Regions from separate parts of the Mus musculus genome. Here region 2 is linked to region 1. Evidence: chromatin contacts called from public HiChIP or PLAC-seq data. All regions are on one chromosome and are shown on one strand. Each heading gives the region's core, a stretch centred on a gene start, on an enhancer-like site or on the middle of the called end of the contact. The rest is flanking DNA. Distances are from core to core; before and after follow the strand shown. Region 1 has its middle 52 kb from the start of Ccdc167. Region 2 overlaps Btbd9 (BTB (POZ) domain containing 9).

The links. HiChIP or PLAC-seq counts read pairs in DNA pulled down with a chosen protein or histone mark.
Region 2: a contact with region 1 is called in an H3K27ac HiChIP or PLAC-seq map of T-cell acute lymphoblastic leukemia, with 8 times the contacts expected there. The contact joins two enhancer-like sites. A contact is called at or near these places in 1 of 484 Hi-C or Micro-C datasets (nephron progenitors) and 2 of 115 datasets of contacts at active chromatin or transcription factors (T-cell acute lymphoblastic leukemia and embryonic basal ganglia).

Annotation. Positions count from the first base shown.
Region 1 is chr17:29,766,990-29,771,153 of GRCm38.p6, forward strand. No RefSeq gene overlaps it. Among named protein-coding and RNA genes, the nearest start is that of Ccdc167, 52 kb to the left of the region's middle. Within about 2 kb of position 2,867, at least 83 of the 459 cell types and tissues checked have an H3K27ac peak or open chromatin away from gene starts, as enhancers often do. A contact at or near this core is called in T-cell acute lymphoblastic leukemia, where this site is marked.
Region 2 is chr17:30,522,484-30,526,185 of GRCm38.p6, forward strand. It overlaps Btbd9 (BTB (POZ) domain containing 9), which reads right to left. Exons shown (of 11, transcript NM_027060.1): 4 at 2,230-2,494. Among named protein-coding and RNA genes, the nearest start is that of Btbd9, 52 kb to the right of the region's middle. Within about 2 kb of position 2,063, at least 45 of the 459 cell types and tissues checked have an H3K27ac peak or open chromatin away from gene starts, as enhancers often do. A contact at or near this core is called in T-cell acute lymphoblastic leukemia, where this site is marked.

The sequences.
Region 1 (4,164 bases), core at 1,617-4,116:
TTGTCCTCTCTAACTCTTGGGTTTGTCAGTTTGTCATTCTGTAACTGGGAGTTGCTCCTTTGTAGCTGTTGGTCTGGATTGTCATTCTGTAGCTGGGAGTTGCAGCTGTCTGTCTGCAGCAGATCTGCAGGTGCATGGACGGCTGGGGGGTGGGAATGGCGGAAGAGTATTGCAGGAACAGCTTGGGTTTTTGCTTAGGCCTGGGTTCTGGAGAGGCAGAGATTTGCTTCCCTTTCCAGCCTGGCATTCCTTTGCTCCCATACAGAATAGGGTCTGCTTCCTGTCTGTCTTACTTCTCCCTACAACCATCTGGCTAGAGCACTATTAAAATTCCTTCCCACAGGGAGATCGCCACTCCTCTGAAGGTCTAATAACAAGCTGAGGCACAGTTCCCCCAAAGTTCACTCCGGGAAAGCCAAGGAGTTTACTAGGTTCCTTCCAGAGCATACTTGAGGGGTTACTAACAGGGACCTCCCCTCCCTAAGATGCCACACCAGAAAGTCTTTACCCATCAGGAACTGCGGGCCGACTTCCCACAGCAGCACTAATTGTTCAAGTTCCACTTCCCTAGTCTTCCCTAGCCTGTGTACACTCTAGCTCTGTCCCAAGGCCACATACAGTTAGAACAGAATTACGTACAACGGGCCAAATACTCAGGCGAGGGTCTCATGACCCTCCCCAACCCCTGTGGGGGGCACAAACAGCAAATCCAGCTGGGATGAGCCTTTATAAGCAGGTATAGCTGAACTCCTCAAGATGGTGAGTGATTGGCTCAGAGGACAGTCACACACAAGCAGGCCCTAGAGTTGAGGCATAAGCAGTTGGGGTACCACACAGCTCAGACCCCAGCCGACTCCTCCAACAGAAAGATCTCCAAGGAAACCCCTGCTTGTGCCTCAAGCAGACCCCCAGCCTCAAATCTCTGCTGCTTGCTTGGAAAGGGCCACACCTCCTCTCTACTTTTCAGTTCATCCTAGGGCTGACGAGATGGCTCAGTGGGTACAGGAGCTTGCAGGCAAGCATCACAATTTGAGTTCAGCCTGCAGAACCCGTGAAAACTGGCTCCCTCGAGTTGTCCTCTGGCCCCCACATGCTGTCTGTCTGCGTTACCGAGTCTTTCTGCTGCACTATATGATTTATTATTATTTTTAAAGATTTATTTATTTATTATGTGTAAGTATACTGTAGCTGTCTTCAGACAACCCAGAAGAGGGCGTCAGATCTCATTACGGATGGTTGTGAGCCATCATGTGGTTGCTGGGATTTGAACTCACAACCTTCAGAAGAGCAGTTGGTGCTCTTAACCGCTGAGCCATCTCTCCAGCCTTCGTCGTGTTTGCGTGCACACGTGCATGGGGCCCAGGTATTCGGTGAGTTACCCCATTGCTCCCCACTTGGTTTTGGGAGAGAAGCTCTCTGGCTCTCTGGGAAGTTCACCAGTTTGGCCAGCCTGGTCCTCATGCCTCTGGCCCTGCCCAACGCTGGGATTGGAGATGTTCATGCTCGCTGGGGATTCGGGCTCGGGCCTTCCTGCCTGTGCGGCAGACACTTTACCCACTGAGATGTCTCCCCTGCCTCTGCACTCTGCGTCTTGGCTCTCTTTGTCCCTGCCTGCTCTGTTTGCACCCCCACATCTTCTGGGTCTCACCCCCTTGCCCTTCTAGCTGAGACAGCCCCTCTGTTTGTCACCAGCTCGTGCTTAGAGAGCTCACAAGGCAAGTGAAGAGAAAGGGAGGGGATTCTAACACCCCAGCCAGAAACCTGAAGCAAGTGTCGGTGGTGCAGTATCACTGCATAAACACACAGCTGTCCCCTTTACCTCCTCCTGGCAGAAGGGGAGGACCACAGGGGAGGACCACCAGGGAAGGGAGACTGGAAGAATGAACCCAGAGCAGAGATGAATGGTGGGGCCCCGAGAACCAGGCAGAAGAGCTGAAGGCAGCAGTCAGGACAAAATGTGGGTGCAGGTGTCCATGACAGCAGGCACCTCGCTAGGGACTTTCGACATTGATGGCTGGGCAAAGGGAGTTGACATAAGTCTATGACCATGGGATGTGTGTGTGTGAGTGCGCGAGTCTGTGTGTGTGCATGTGTATGTGTGTATGAGAGAAAAGAGAGAGCCTGTGTGTGCATGCATGCATGCATGTAAGTACACATACATAAGCCAATTATATGTAGGCATGACAGTCATTGATACAATTTGCTGAGAACTCGCTGGGGCTCCCAGCCTCTAGGTAGCACTTCCTGACTACCCCTGTGGTTGGAAGGGCCATGTGACCAGTTCTGGCCAATCAGCATTCTTAGCCAGTAGAATTTACTTTTGTGTCTCAGAGGCATGCAAGATCATGTCTCCTCCCCCCCCACTTCCCGCCCCGGCCCCGCAGGTGTGAGCTGTAGCATTTCCGACAGCCTGCCTGGGTCCTGGGGCTGTTTATGATGAGCCAAGCCCAGGAGGGCCTGAAGCGTGAGCCAGAACTGAACTTGGCGGTTTGATCTGACTCCTTACTGCAGTGTAACTTGGCCTACCCTGTCTGATACAAGATCTCATATGTTTACTTAATCATGTACGTGTACCCAACGTGTATGAGGAAGAGTACAAATCTCTGTGTCCTTTAGATTTTATTTAAAATTTCATGTTTGTGTGTGCGTCTGTGCTGTTGGGAGTCACCTTTCCCTCCACCGGGTAGGTCCTGGAGATTGAACTCAAGTCATGCCGGTTCAGGACTTGGCGGCATGTATCTTTAAATCTTTATCTGATAAACCACCTTTCCCTCTGCTGTGTTTCTGACACACACACCCAGCCTTGAGCAAACCGAAGACATCCCCTCCTCCCACCCCCTCACACCTCTCTTCACAGTGAAACATGGGGGTGCGTGTGGCTCTAACTCCAGCAGCCTTGCCTCTGCAGCTGCTCTCACTTCCCCGAGGGAGCCTAAGGTGGCTTTTTCACCGACTTCCGGTTCCATTTCTGATCCCCATATTGCTGGCAGAATGATTCACTCTGGGGTGGGGATGGCGACCTGAACTGGGGCCACTTAGAACTTTGCTGTTGGGACCATCAGGGAAGCACAGGTCTTCCCTTTGGGATGAGAGGGGGCAGGTCTTACCAGGGAGGGGTGCGCAGTCAGGTAGATGGATGCTGAGAGGAAGAGACCACAGGGTGTTGGCCTTGGCGATGCCCGATCTTACTAATGATGCTGCCTGTGGTCACTGTAAGATCCTACCTGGGCTAGGATCTTACTGTTTGATTGATTGATATTGATTGCTTGATTGGGACAGGGTATCACGTGTCTCAAGCAGGCCTGGAACTCACTAGGTGGCTGAAGATGACCTTGAACTTCTGATTCACTTGCCTCGAGTTCCTAAATGCTGGGACTACAGATGTAATCCCACGCCGGTAGTTTGTGCAGTATGGCAGATTGAACCCAAGCCTTGTGAATGCTGGTCCCCTACCAACTGGGTTCAGAGCCGGTCTGGGGTGGATGTGCTGGGGAGAGCTGGCATCTGCCAGGACCATGTCCTGAACCAGCACAAGTTGCATCTTTGTGGCTGGCCCTGACCATTGAAGTAAGTCCCTCTTCCCTGCCTGACACAGACTAAGAGGAAAAGATTCCTCCCCTCCATTTTTCTTGGATCTGAAAAACCAGAAGTCCCTCTCAAGGGGCCAGAGAGATAACTTTGTGGGTAAAGGCACCTGTCGCCAAGCCTGACAGCCTAAGTCAAGTCCCAGGAACCACATAATGGAAGGGCAGAACCAACTCCTACAAAGTTGTCTTTGTTCCTCCAAGCCCATGTCTTAGCAGGCAGGCAGGCAGGCAGGCAGGCACAGACAGAGAGGCAGACACACACACACACACACACACACACACACACACACACACAAATGTAATAAACACATTGTTAGATCCCCTTCAGAGTCTATCCACATCTTTTCTAGTTTTAAGGGACGCTACTACTCCAACGGATTGCATGCCGGGGAGGGGGCACCCCTCTTTAAACTTTAGCTGGACAGTTAGCATCCCTCGCCGGTTTCTCTCCTCCCAGCCCACACCCTCATTAAACTGTCCTTGAATGACTCAGATGGAACGACCCCTGCTTCCTGCCAAACTGGATCATTAATAAGATGTCTAGTAGGCATGACGTACTGTTGCCAACTTCACAGGC
Region 2 (3,702 bases), core at 813-3,312, 750 kb after region 1:
TCACCACAGTTTACACAAAGTCTCTCGCTCTCCTCCCACTAGCCTGGTTGGCATCATGAAACACCACTACCTCTCCATCCAACACCTCCCTCCTGGTTAGCGTCCGTGGCTCTCTCGGTTCTTTTGTCTCTGCTTCTCCAGTTCTTCCCCGGGTCTCCAAGGCTTGGACCCTGACATCATATTCCCTTCTATGTGCTCTGAGCCTCCCTGTGCCCAGCTTTGACTGAATACCAGCAATGTGCTTCCACATCCCAGGAGCTTTACCACAGAATCCATCCAGCACTCACTCACTGCTCTATGCTGCTCAGTGAGTCCACCCACAGGGCTAGAAGAGCAATGCATATGACCCACAAACACACTGTCTTCAAACCCCAAGAGTTTGAAGCAACTGTTTACAAGAATGTGGTGACTGATGAGTCACGCAATCACATAGAGATGGGTGAAACCACATCAATACTGACAGCAATGGTCTGTTACTGAGCTTATATGTATATAAACTATTTCAGTTAATCCTCATAACAACACTGAGATAGAAAACTAGAACTCATTCATTTATTGCCAGATCACATAGCTACTGACTGATTCAGGCCTTAAAATCCAACTTGCCTGGCCCAGGGACTGGGGAGATGATAGCTCAGTCTACAAAGTGGCTACCATACAAGCATTGAGGACCCAAACCTGCTCCCAGTTTACACACAACTTTAAGGGCACACAACTGTACATCCCAGCACTGGTCAGGCGAATCCTGGGGTTTGCTGTCCAGTCGCCACTCAGCCTTTTCAGCATGTCCCAGCTCCCAGTAAAAGACCCTGTCTCAAGATCAAGTTGGATGACTCCTAAGGAATAATACCGAGGTTCACCTCTGGCCTCCAACATGTTGTGCATACATATGCATGTGCACCCACAAAGCTACTATCATTTGAAAAGAAATCTAGATCTGATAACTCAGGAAATAAGACCAGGCTGAGGACATCTATTTAGGGCCCACCAGCATTTCAGGAATGTCCCGAAACAGTCAGCAGAGGAGTCACTCCAGGAAACAGTCAACCTCACCAGAACTGACAAACATCAGAAACCTTCCAACAGAACAGCACAGAAGCAAGCTCAGCTTCTCTCAGGAGCACTCTGCTCATTAACTCTGAGAATGTAGATGGTGCTGGGGCTCACCCGGTACTGTTCACTATCCTAAGATAATAGGCTCTTGGAATCTCTGGCTTCTTAATATAGAAAACCGTGGTAACATCCACTAAACGTAATCCTCAGTTTTACATCCTGCTAGCACCAAGATCTTCCTTCCTGGAACCCAGTCAATACCTCTGTTATTCCCCACTGCTCAGCCATCACTCCACTGTATCTGTTGTGCAGATTAAATTCCCTCCTCACACGTCTTCCTGAACCCAGTTTAATTCTTCCAGATCACCCAGGAGAGCACCACCATGGGATGATTGAGCAGAAGGCAAGAAACCCCTGTCAGCTGGAGTGGCACTGTGATTGGGTGAATACCAGTTTGGAAGATGGGTGAGGTTAAGAGAGACAGCTGAGTATCCGAGGGACCCTGAGTACACCCAGAAGGCTTATGCTGCCCCATAATAGAATGTCTGCATGCCAGTTTAAACCAGATCATAGAAATCTTTGAATGGTGATTCAAATCTCCTTCCAACACAATGACACAAAAAGCATTTTATAGGGCTGGAGAGATGGCTCAGTGGTTAAGAGCACTGGCTGCTCTTTCAGAGGTCCATCTGTAATGGGATCCGATGCCCTCCTCCTGGTGTATGAAGACTAAGCACTCATGTACATAAAATAAACAAATCTTTTAAAAAGAAAGCATTTTGTAATTGTCAATTACTATTATTTCATTTGCAAGAAAAATCAAAATACTGTTATTAACATCACCCATTACTTAGAACCTCTATGTGTGCTACCTAAAGAATTAGATACAGGGCTTGGTCAAGGAAGGAGGAAATGACAAGCAACCTTTCAGGAAAGTGTCTACAACATTCTGAGGAGCATATAAAAGAATGTGTCCAGAATGACAGGAAATAGCTGTGCTGGGTTGGTGGCAGCTCATCCTGTTGGGACAGATGGCAGAGACAGACACCCACAGGAAGCAGAGCTCTGTGCTCTCGGCCCAACATATGCTTTGCAGACCTGCACCACAGCTCTGCAGCTAGAACTAGCATATGATGCCAACAAAAGTCCTAGGTGAGGAGGGGAGCAGGTACTTACTGAGCATGCCTCTGTAGTTGAGGTCCATATCCCGGCTCTCCGACCGCACTTTGATGGCATCAAGAATAGCATCCGGAGACAAGAGTCCTGATGGCCTCACGACGTTCAGAAGCTCAGTGAGGCTCATTAGAGGTAAGCGCACAGCCTGCATGATTTCAGCATGATTCTCTTTTGCATTGTGCTTACACCAGTTTAACAAGGCTAAGAAAATATCTTTCTCAGGAGCAGCAAACGAATCTCTTAAGACGATATTCAGGAGTGCTGTCTGCAAAGGGTAAAAAAGGACCATAAAAAGTCAGCGTGGAGCACGCCCACATGCACAGCCAGTCAGCCTGACCGGACCACAGAAAGCAAGCCTTTCCTTGGGTTTCAGTCTTCCTAGCTCTTCCCTTCTCCACTGTGTAATACAGCATTGGGAAAGCTGAAACAGGGGAATTACTGTGGATCTGAGGTCAGCCTGGGCTACATACAGAGTGAGTTCTAGGAAACACAGGCTATTCAATTTTAAAAAGAAAAAGAACAGCACCCTTCAATCAGACTCAGGCATTCTGTGCCACTATATAAAGCAATGAGGTCTTTCCCACACATCTATACCTGTCTTTTTTTTTGCTTTAAACAGATTTATCTTGTTAGTTTTTAAAATTACAATGCAGAGCAAGTGACGTTTGCAAACATTTTGTTCTTACTTGTAACACTCCTTTGCTCCACTTCACATGCCACTACCATACATACACACACACACACACACACACACACACACACACACACACACTCACTCATACATACCTACCTTTTTTCGAGGTCTCCTTTCTTAAGATCTCCTCTTCCCTTTATATAGCTCTCTTCCTAGCTCATGGCCTACCCCTACTGTGTTGGTTAACTTGTGTCAACACAAGCTATACAGTCTTCTGGAAGAGGAACTCCCAACTGAGGAAATACCTCCATTAGATTGGCCTGTACACACTCTGTGGGGGCATTTTCTTGATTAATGGCTGGTGTGAGAGGAGGTCCAGCACACTGAGGGCAGCACACTCCTGTGCAGATGGGTCCTAGGTTTAACAAAAAAAGCCAAGCTGAGCAAGCCTTAGGGCCAGCACTCCTCCAGGGCCTCGGCTTAGGCTTCATTCCTGCCTGCACATTCCTTCCCAGACTCCCCCAGTGATGATGGAGGGTAACCTGAGAGCTGTCAGCTGATAGAAACCCTTTCCTCCCCAAGTTGCTTTTTGTCGTGGTGTTTTATTAGAGCAATAGAAAACAAACTAAGATGGCCACACCCTTACATTTGCATATTTCTGCACATAGCCATTGTAAGAGCAACAAATGACATTTGTCTCGGAGGATGGCTTGTTTCACCTCCTGTGAGGATTTCCAGTTCGTCTGTCCTCCTGCGGCTGTTACTATTTCACTTCTCTTTGGCTGAGCAAACCCCACTGTGTTTATGCACCACATCAATTATGTGGCTGCTGACAGACC